Linked DNA regions of Mus musculus: region 1 is linked to region 2. The links are chromatin contacts, called in public Hi-C maps. All regions are on one chromosome and are shown on one strand. Each heading gives the region's core, a stretch centred on a gene start, on an enhancer-like site or on the middle of the called end of the contact. The rest is flanking DNA. Distances are from core to core; before and after follow the strand shown.

Region 1 (3,440 bases), core at 65-2,564, 740 kb before region 2:
ACTTCGAATGTCCAATTTGACATGAATCCTAGAGGACCTTGGCATTAGGATTTCAGTTTAGAGATCACAGCTTTTGTTTTTAACATTTTGTAGATTTTTGTAGAGCTTATTTAATTTTTTCACAACGAAATGTTATGATGGTGCTGAAACTCTAGTCAAAGCATCTCATTTTTATTTATTTTTTTATCTTCTACCCACAACTGGCCAAAAATGAAAACTCTTCTTCAGTATCAAAAGATTTCCTGTTCCAGGGCTGGGAAGAGCAGCTCAGTAGCTCAGAGAGTAAAGTGCTTACTATGCAAACATGAGGACATAAATCCACATCTCCCCGAATCCACAGAAAGCCAGACATAGTAGCCCACAGCAAGTGTAGTCCAGTGCTCCTACGTCGGGATCAAAGATGGGGACAGGAGAATTTCCGGATGCTTGAGAAACAGCTAGTCTGTCTTACAAAGCTTTCTAAAAACTAAGAGCCTGTGTCAAGGTGGAAGGAGCAGGTGAATACTGGATGCTGTCCTCTGACCTCCACATGAATGCATGTCACACCCACACACATAAAGAAATATGCACACACACATTAAATACACACACAAAGACTAAAAGATTTCATATCTCATATATCTTGTGTAAGCTAAAGTTAATGCAAATTTTTAAACAAAGTTTAATTTGTATCTAGCCTTCAAAAAACTTTTCCTGCTCCTTAAGTGTGTTCTGGTCCACACTGTTTTATGCAAATAGCTACACTTACTGCAATTAAAATTTACTGATCCAGAAGTTAAGCATACCATTTTTATGTCAATACCAATTTTTGCTGATCTTGTAAAAACGTCAAACCCAGACAAGATTTTTAAGGATAAATTATAAATAACTGTCGTAGACACTGCCAAACTTTACAGTATCAATCCTATTAACCCACGACTTATTTCTTGTTCTTCCACATGATGAGATACATTCCTTCTACTCTAACCTAGGCATGATCATAAAACATGCTTTGTACAAAATGTAAGCAGAAGTTATGCATGCACTTCTGAGAAGAAACTTAAGGAGACAATTTGATTCAACACTGTTCTCTACTGCTCTATGCACAACATTACAGAGAGTGTGTGCATACATAATAGTCTATGCCGGGGATGATAATGGTGCAGAATAGACACACGCACCCCGTAGCCCAGAGAAAGAATCATATAGAATAAAAAGTAAGTCAATGCTGTTCTACATATGGGCATTTGAGGACAGCATCGTCTATGACAGGCAGCCTATTAAAAATCCACTGCCTCTCGGTTCCAAATCTACCCTTCTCTGCCCAGCTTTGTATTTTTCCCTGGGGTGCAATGTTAAGATTTGACAGTAGAGGGAGCCATGATGACATTAAAGGAAGAAATGTCTCCGTGCTTTGTTGCTTTTGTTTACATGGCTACCTGGAGCTAATGAATACCCACTAGTATTAGACCTACTTGTATGCTTCACCAGCACCCCACAGGCCTTCCTTCCAGCAAATTCTGGAGGCACTCCCACCGGCAAGCTCTTAGTAAATCTGACTGACATTCCAATAAGCTTCCCAAAGGGTTCCTTGAGCACCACAGGCAGCCTATCCACCAAGGCCAACAGCCCCCACAAATGACTTCCTTTCATAAAAACAGACGACTTTGTTTGCCCTAGCTTGGCAAGCACCAGACAGCAAAGTGGGCCGCAGCCACACCTCCACAGTGTCTGAATCTCAGCCTCAGGCACAAAGGAAAAAGCTTCGTCCATTTTTTTCAATTCATGGGTACTCTGCCTCAGGATAATCTATATTAATGTTTTTCTGCTCAAAGAACTATCGTAGCTTCTATATTCTAACTGGACTCTGAAACATGGTCTATGCTAGCATATAACACAATAAATGGTAATATGAATGTATGTTAATATTTAGGGGTTATTTGTTGGATTTTATTTCACAGCTACTTCTAACATCCATGACTGCCAAATGATCTGATCACACTTTAAACACAGTCATAAAGCTGAACTCACAGAACTACTTTTTTCATTTAAACACACTCTTTGCTACTAATTCCAAAAGAACAAAATTATATACACACACACACACACACACACACACACATATATATATATATATATATACACTTTACTGTAAGAAAAGGAATAACCCCTCACAAACTATGCAGTCACTTGTTTCCCAGCTGAGGCTCTGTATTGTAGGCTGCAGTCTTTAGGGCAGGCATTTGAAAAGTATACTTTCTGCATTTTGCATTTTCTTTGATTGTTGTGTCCATGTTCTCTATGGAATCTTCTGCACCTGAGATTCTCTCCTCCATCTCTTGTATTCTGTTGCTGATGCTCAAATCTATGGTTCCTGATTTCTTTCCTAGTGCCTGGCAAACACAGAAGTGGATGCTCACAGTCAGCTATTGGATGGATCACAGGGCCCCCAATGGAGGAGCTAGAGAAAGTACCCAAGGAGCTGAAGGGATCTGCAACCCTATAGGAGGAACAACAATATGAACTAACCAGTACTCCCCGGAGCTCGTGTCTCTAGCTGCATATGTAGCAGAAGATGGCCTAGGCAGCCATCACTGGGAAGAGAGGCCCCTTGGTCTTGCAAACTTTATATGCCTCAGTTTAGGGGAACGCCAGGGCCAAGAAGTGGGAGTGGGTGGGTAGGGGAGTAGGGGGTATGGGGGACTTTTGGGATAGCATTTGAAATGTAAATGAAGAAAATACCTAATTAAAAAATTGAAAAAAAACAGCAAAAAGAAAAGAAGAAAGAAAGGTGCACTTCTGTTCTTCTGGCTCTAGCACATGTGTTTTCTCTGCTTCCTGACCCCTACCCTGTGCACGACCACACCAAGTGCTGCTGCCACCACGGATCAGGACAAGAAGCTTTGCCTCATCCGTTCACTAGGACCCTCAGAAATTACAAGTGAAAATTGTCTTTCTTCCCTTGAGCTGTTTAGTCACAGCTACAAGAAAAGTTAATAGTTACACAGATCTTTACTTAAATTGCAATATAAAATATGCAGCACAGCCTTCATACAGTGAAAATGCCATATCTGGTAATATTTCAATGACTCTCCTGCTTTAGCCACATGTTAAATTTCCCCACACCCTATGAAAATATAATTATTGACTAAAGTGCTATTTAGGAAGAGTATTTTAATCTTTATACCCTTAACACCAAACAATTCATTCTGCTTACCTTCAATTCTTCCGTCCCATCTCTACTTTAACTTTTTTTAGTGGGAAGACTGTCTCACTATGTAGCCCTGGCTCGATATGTAGTGTTGCCTTAAAACTCATAAAAATATGTAGATCAGATGTAGACTAAATTCTAACTCTGGAAGAAACTCCTAAGTAAATAAAAAGTGCACAACTAAAGTACACATATACTCATGCAGGCAAAATACACATATAAAGTAAAAAAAGAAATACACACACATATA
Region 2 (3,065 bases), core at 454-2,953:
GCTCCTTTTCCTAGAGACCTCCGCTAATTGATCTTTCTTCTTTTCCCTTTTTCCTCTTTTTCTTCTAATCTCTCTCCAGGTATTCCTACCTAACCTTAACTTTTCCTCGGGTTCAAGACCCTTGGAAAGGCCTGTATACTTATTTTGTGTACCATATTTCCTCTTTGTTCCTACTCTCTCTCCCCGCTTTACTTCTGATAGCTTGTCCTGAATTTCATCCAGAATCCTCCCTGCCTTAACCACTTGATAACATGTGAAAAGGAACAAAAGGGCTTCTAACACTAGAAAAAATTCAAGGCCAAACATAACTTGTAAAGCCATTTTCCACTTTACTTCTGATAGACTGTCTTGAATTTCCTTAGAAAGTTCAAGATCAGACTTACCTCGTAAAGCTGTACTCACTGGTACTCTCGTTCCCCAGCTGAAAAGTTCTGAATTCATACAGTTGAATCCTTCTTAACAGTCTGCTTTACGGGAACCTTTATTACCGCGACCCGCAGTTCTGGTTCTGGAATGAGGGATCTTCCTTGCGCCAGTCCCGAGTTTTTTCTCGTCCCGGAATTCGGCACCAATTGTTATTAGACGCGTTCTCACGCCCGGCCAGGAAGAACACCACAGACCAGAATCTTCTGCGGCAAAACTTTATTGCTTACATCTTCAGGAGCAAGAGTGTAAGAAGCAAGAGAGCAAGAAGCAAGAGAGAGAGAAAACGAAACCCCGTCCCTATTTTAGGAGAGTTATCCCTCGCCTAGGACGTGTCACTCCCTGATTGGCTGCAGCCCATCGGCCGAGTTGACGTCACGGGGAAGGCAGAGCACATGGAGTGAAGAACCACCCTCGGCACATGCGCAGATTATTTGTTTACCACTTAGAACACAGCTGTCAGCGCCATCTTGTAACGGCGAATGTGGGCGCGGCTCCCAACACAAGGCCTTCCCCAAAGTCTTCCTCTGGTCCAATGCAAATGCTGACTATGCAGAAAACAGTCACTATAGTCTCCACCCACCCACCCCGGCCACGTTCACAAGCCTGAACAACTGTTCCCCTACAGAGACTACTCCCACCGAGATTAGCCATACCTGCCTCCTGGTTTAGCTGTCTATAGCCTATTCAGCTATATATAACCTATAAAGCCCTGCCTCGTTTATCTGAGTAAAGTAGCTCCTTATTCAGTTGCATGCCACTGAGTATGATAAACACGTTGAGCCTCCAGGATCCTTCAGTCTATCCATCAGAGAGCCCAGTCCACCCAATCCCAGCTTGTCTGTGTGTCCATGTGTTTGCCCTTACAGTTCTAGGACCCCACGCCATGCCAGAACCCCATGGGCATTTTCACACCTCAAGAGTAAAGTAGCAGCTGGCAGTTGCTGGCTTAGAAGTGCTATTTATAAATGACCCATCTCCCGTAAGTACCTACATTCCTATATAACCTCAGGAAACACACTGGCTCACCATGCCAGACATGGATAGGTTTATTTGCTCGGTTAGTGCTGCACCCAGGGTGAATAGACAACTGTTGATGTGTCCCTAGAACCCAAACAGGGCACCTAAACAAGGACATAACAGAGGGAAAGATGCTTTGGGCAACCTTAAGACATGCAAGGGAAGCATAGCAGTCCAAGGATGGAGCTGTGCACGCTGGGGGTGGGGGGAGGCATGGTGACCATCTTCTATGTGGTACAGAGTGACACCACCTTGATAAATGGAGATCTGCCACATGAGCACGGGGTGCCCCCAAGTGGCTGACGTGCTAGAGATCATTTTGCAGCATCTGTAACTCGTATGTATGGGAGCAGATTATAAGCAGGTGTGGCATCTGTGTTGGGGCCTTTGCTGTGGCTGTGCTAAGCAGTCCTCCTTGGTATCCAAAATCTTAACCTATGGGAAGAACTGGACAGGGAGAAGAAAAGGTAGGCCCTCACTCAGGCCAAGCTCTTGGTGTGCAGACGGGACTTGCATAGCAGACCAGTACAGGAATCTATGACAACCAGGGGTGACACTTTAGGAAAGCCTCTTTATTTTATTTTATTTTATTTTATTTTATTTTATTTTATTGAGACTGGGTATTTTGTAACTCTGCAGACAGACAATGCTGGCCTCCACCTATCTCTGCTTCCCCCAGTAGATAGTACTGAGGTTAAAGACTTGTGCTGCCCAGCAGGAAGGAGTTTGAGCAAATGTGAAAGACCCTCTCGTAGCCTAGTTAGTAGGGCTGTAGGACCTGGCAGTGGATGGCATCAGTCTGAGCATGGAGCTGATGAAGAACCTATGTAAAAAAAATTATTCAAGTCAAGCTGAGGGGGAATTAACTTGTCTTTGATGGGCTGGGTCACGTGAGCTCTTGTGGTTTGAATGAAAACTGGCTCCCATAGGCTGAGGCATTTGAACACCTGGCGCCAGTTACTGGTGCTGTTAGGGGAGGTTTAGAAGGTGTGTCCTTGCTGGCAGAAGTGTGTCACTGGGGTTGGGTTTTGAGAGGACATAGCCTCACCCTACTTCCAGTTTACACTTCCTGCTTTGTGCTTATAGTTGACATTGTGACCTCTCTTAGGTTTCCCGCTCCAGCCACCATGTTTGTCTCTGGAAAAGTCTGTCCCAATGCACACTTCTTCTTCTTCTTCTTCAAGCTGTCCTGGTCATAGTGCGTTGTCACAACAACAGAAAGTAACCAACACAAACATACAGACACTTGGTTGTCACAAACTGAAGTCCCCATGAATATCAGGGACTGGACACACCAGAGGAAGGTTTCCTGTGGGGACTACATCCTCATCAAGTAGTGACTGGTATTTGGCCAGTCACTGGTCCTGGTAGGACTGTTTTCATAAGAGAATTAAAGTATGTACAAGCTGGTGCGGTGGATGGCTCGGCAGGTGAAGGCACTAGCCACCAATCTTGACCTGAACTTGATCTCCTTGACTCACATGGTAGGGAGAAAACCAACCCCAGCAGAGCATCCTCTGACCCCTCACATGCACTGGGGCATAAAGGAATGTAGTCTTTAAAAGCAATTTAATTCAGCAGGGACCTTGGGGACTGTGTGGAGCCGTTAGTGGCTTTGTTGA

Evidence for each region. Hi-C and Micro-C count contacts between places; a contact is called where the count stands out from the background.
Region 1: a contact with region 2 is called in a Hi-C map of the N1E-115 cell line, with 8 times the contacts expected there. The contact joins two enhancer-like sites. A contact is called at or near these places in 3 of 484 Hi-C or Micro-C datasets (the C10 cell line, the N1E-115 cell line and the P5424 cell line) and 2 of 115 datasets of contacts at active chromatin or transcription factors (large pre-B cells and pancreatic cancer cells).

The regions. Positions count from the first base shown.
Region 1 is chr15:39,215,360-39,218,799 of GRCm38.p6, reverse strand. All of the region lies in intron 1 of Rims2 (regulating synaptic membrane exocytosis 2), which reads right to left. Among named protein-coding and RNA genes, the nearest start is that of Rims2, 19 kb to the right of the region's middle. Within about 2 kb of position 1,314, at least 37 of the 459 cell types and tissues checked have an H3K27ac peak or open chromatin away from gene starts, as enhancers often do. A contact at or near this core is called in the N1E-115 cell line, where this site is marked.
Region 2 is chr15:38,476,654-38,479,718 of GRCm38.p6, reverse strand. Gm41308 (a long non-coding RNA gene) reads right to left here. Exons shown (of 2, transcript XR_001781662.1): 2 at 1,449-2,266. Among named protein-coding and RNA genes, the nearest start is that of Gm41308, 5.0 kb to the right of the region's middle. Within about 2 kb of position 1,703, at least 34 of the 459 cell types and tissues checked have an H3K27ac peak or open chromatin away from gene starts, as enhancers often do. A contact at or near this core is called in the N1E-115 cell line, where this site is marked.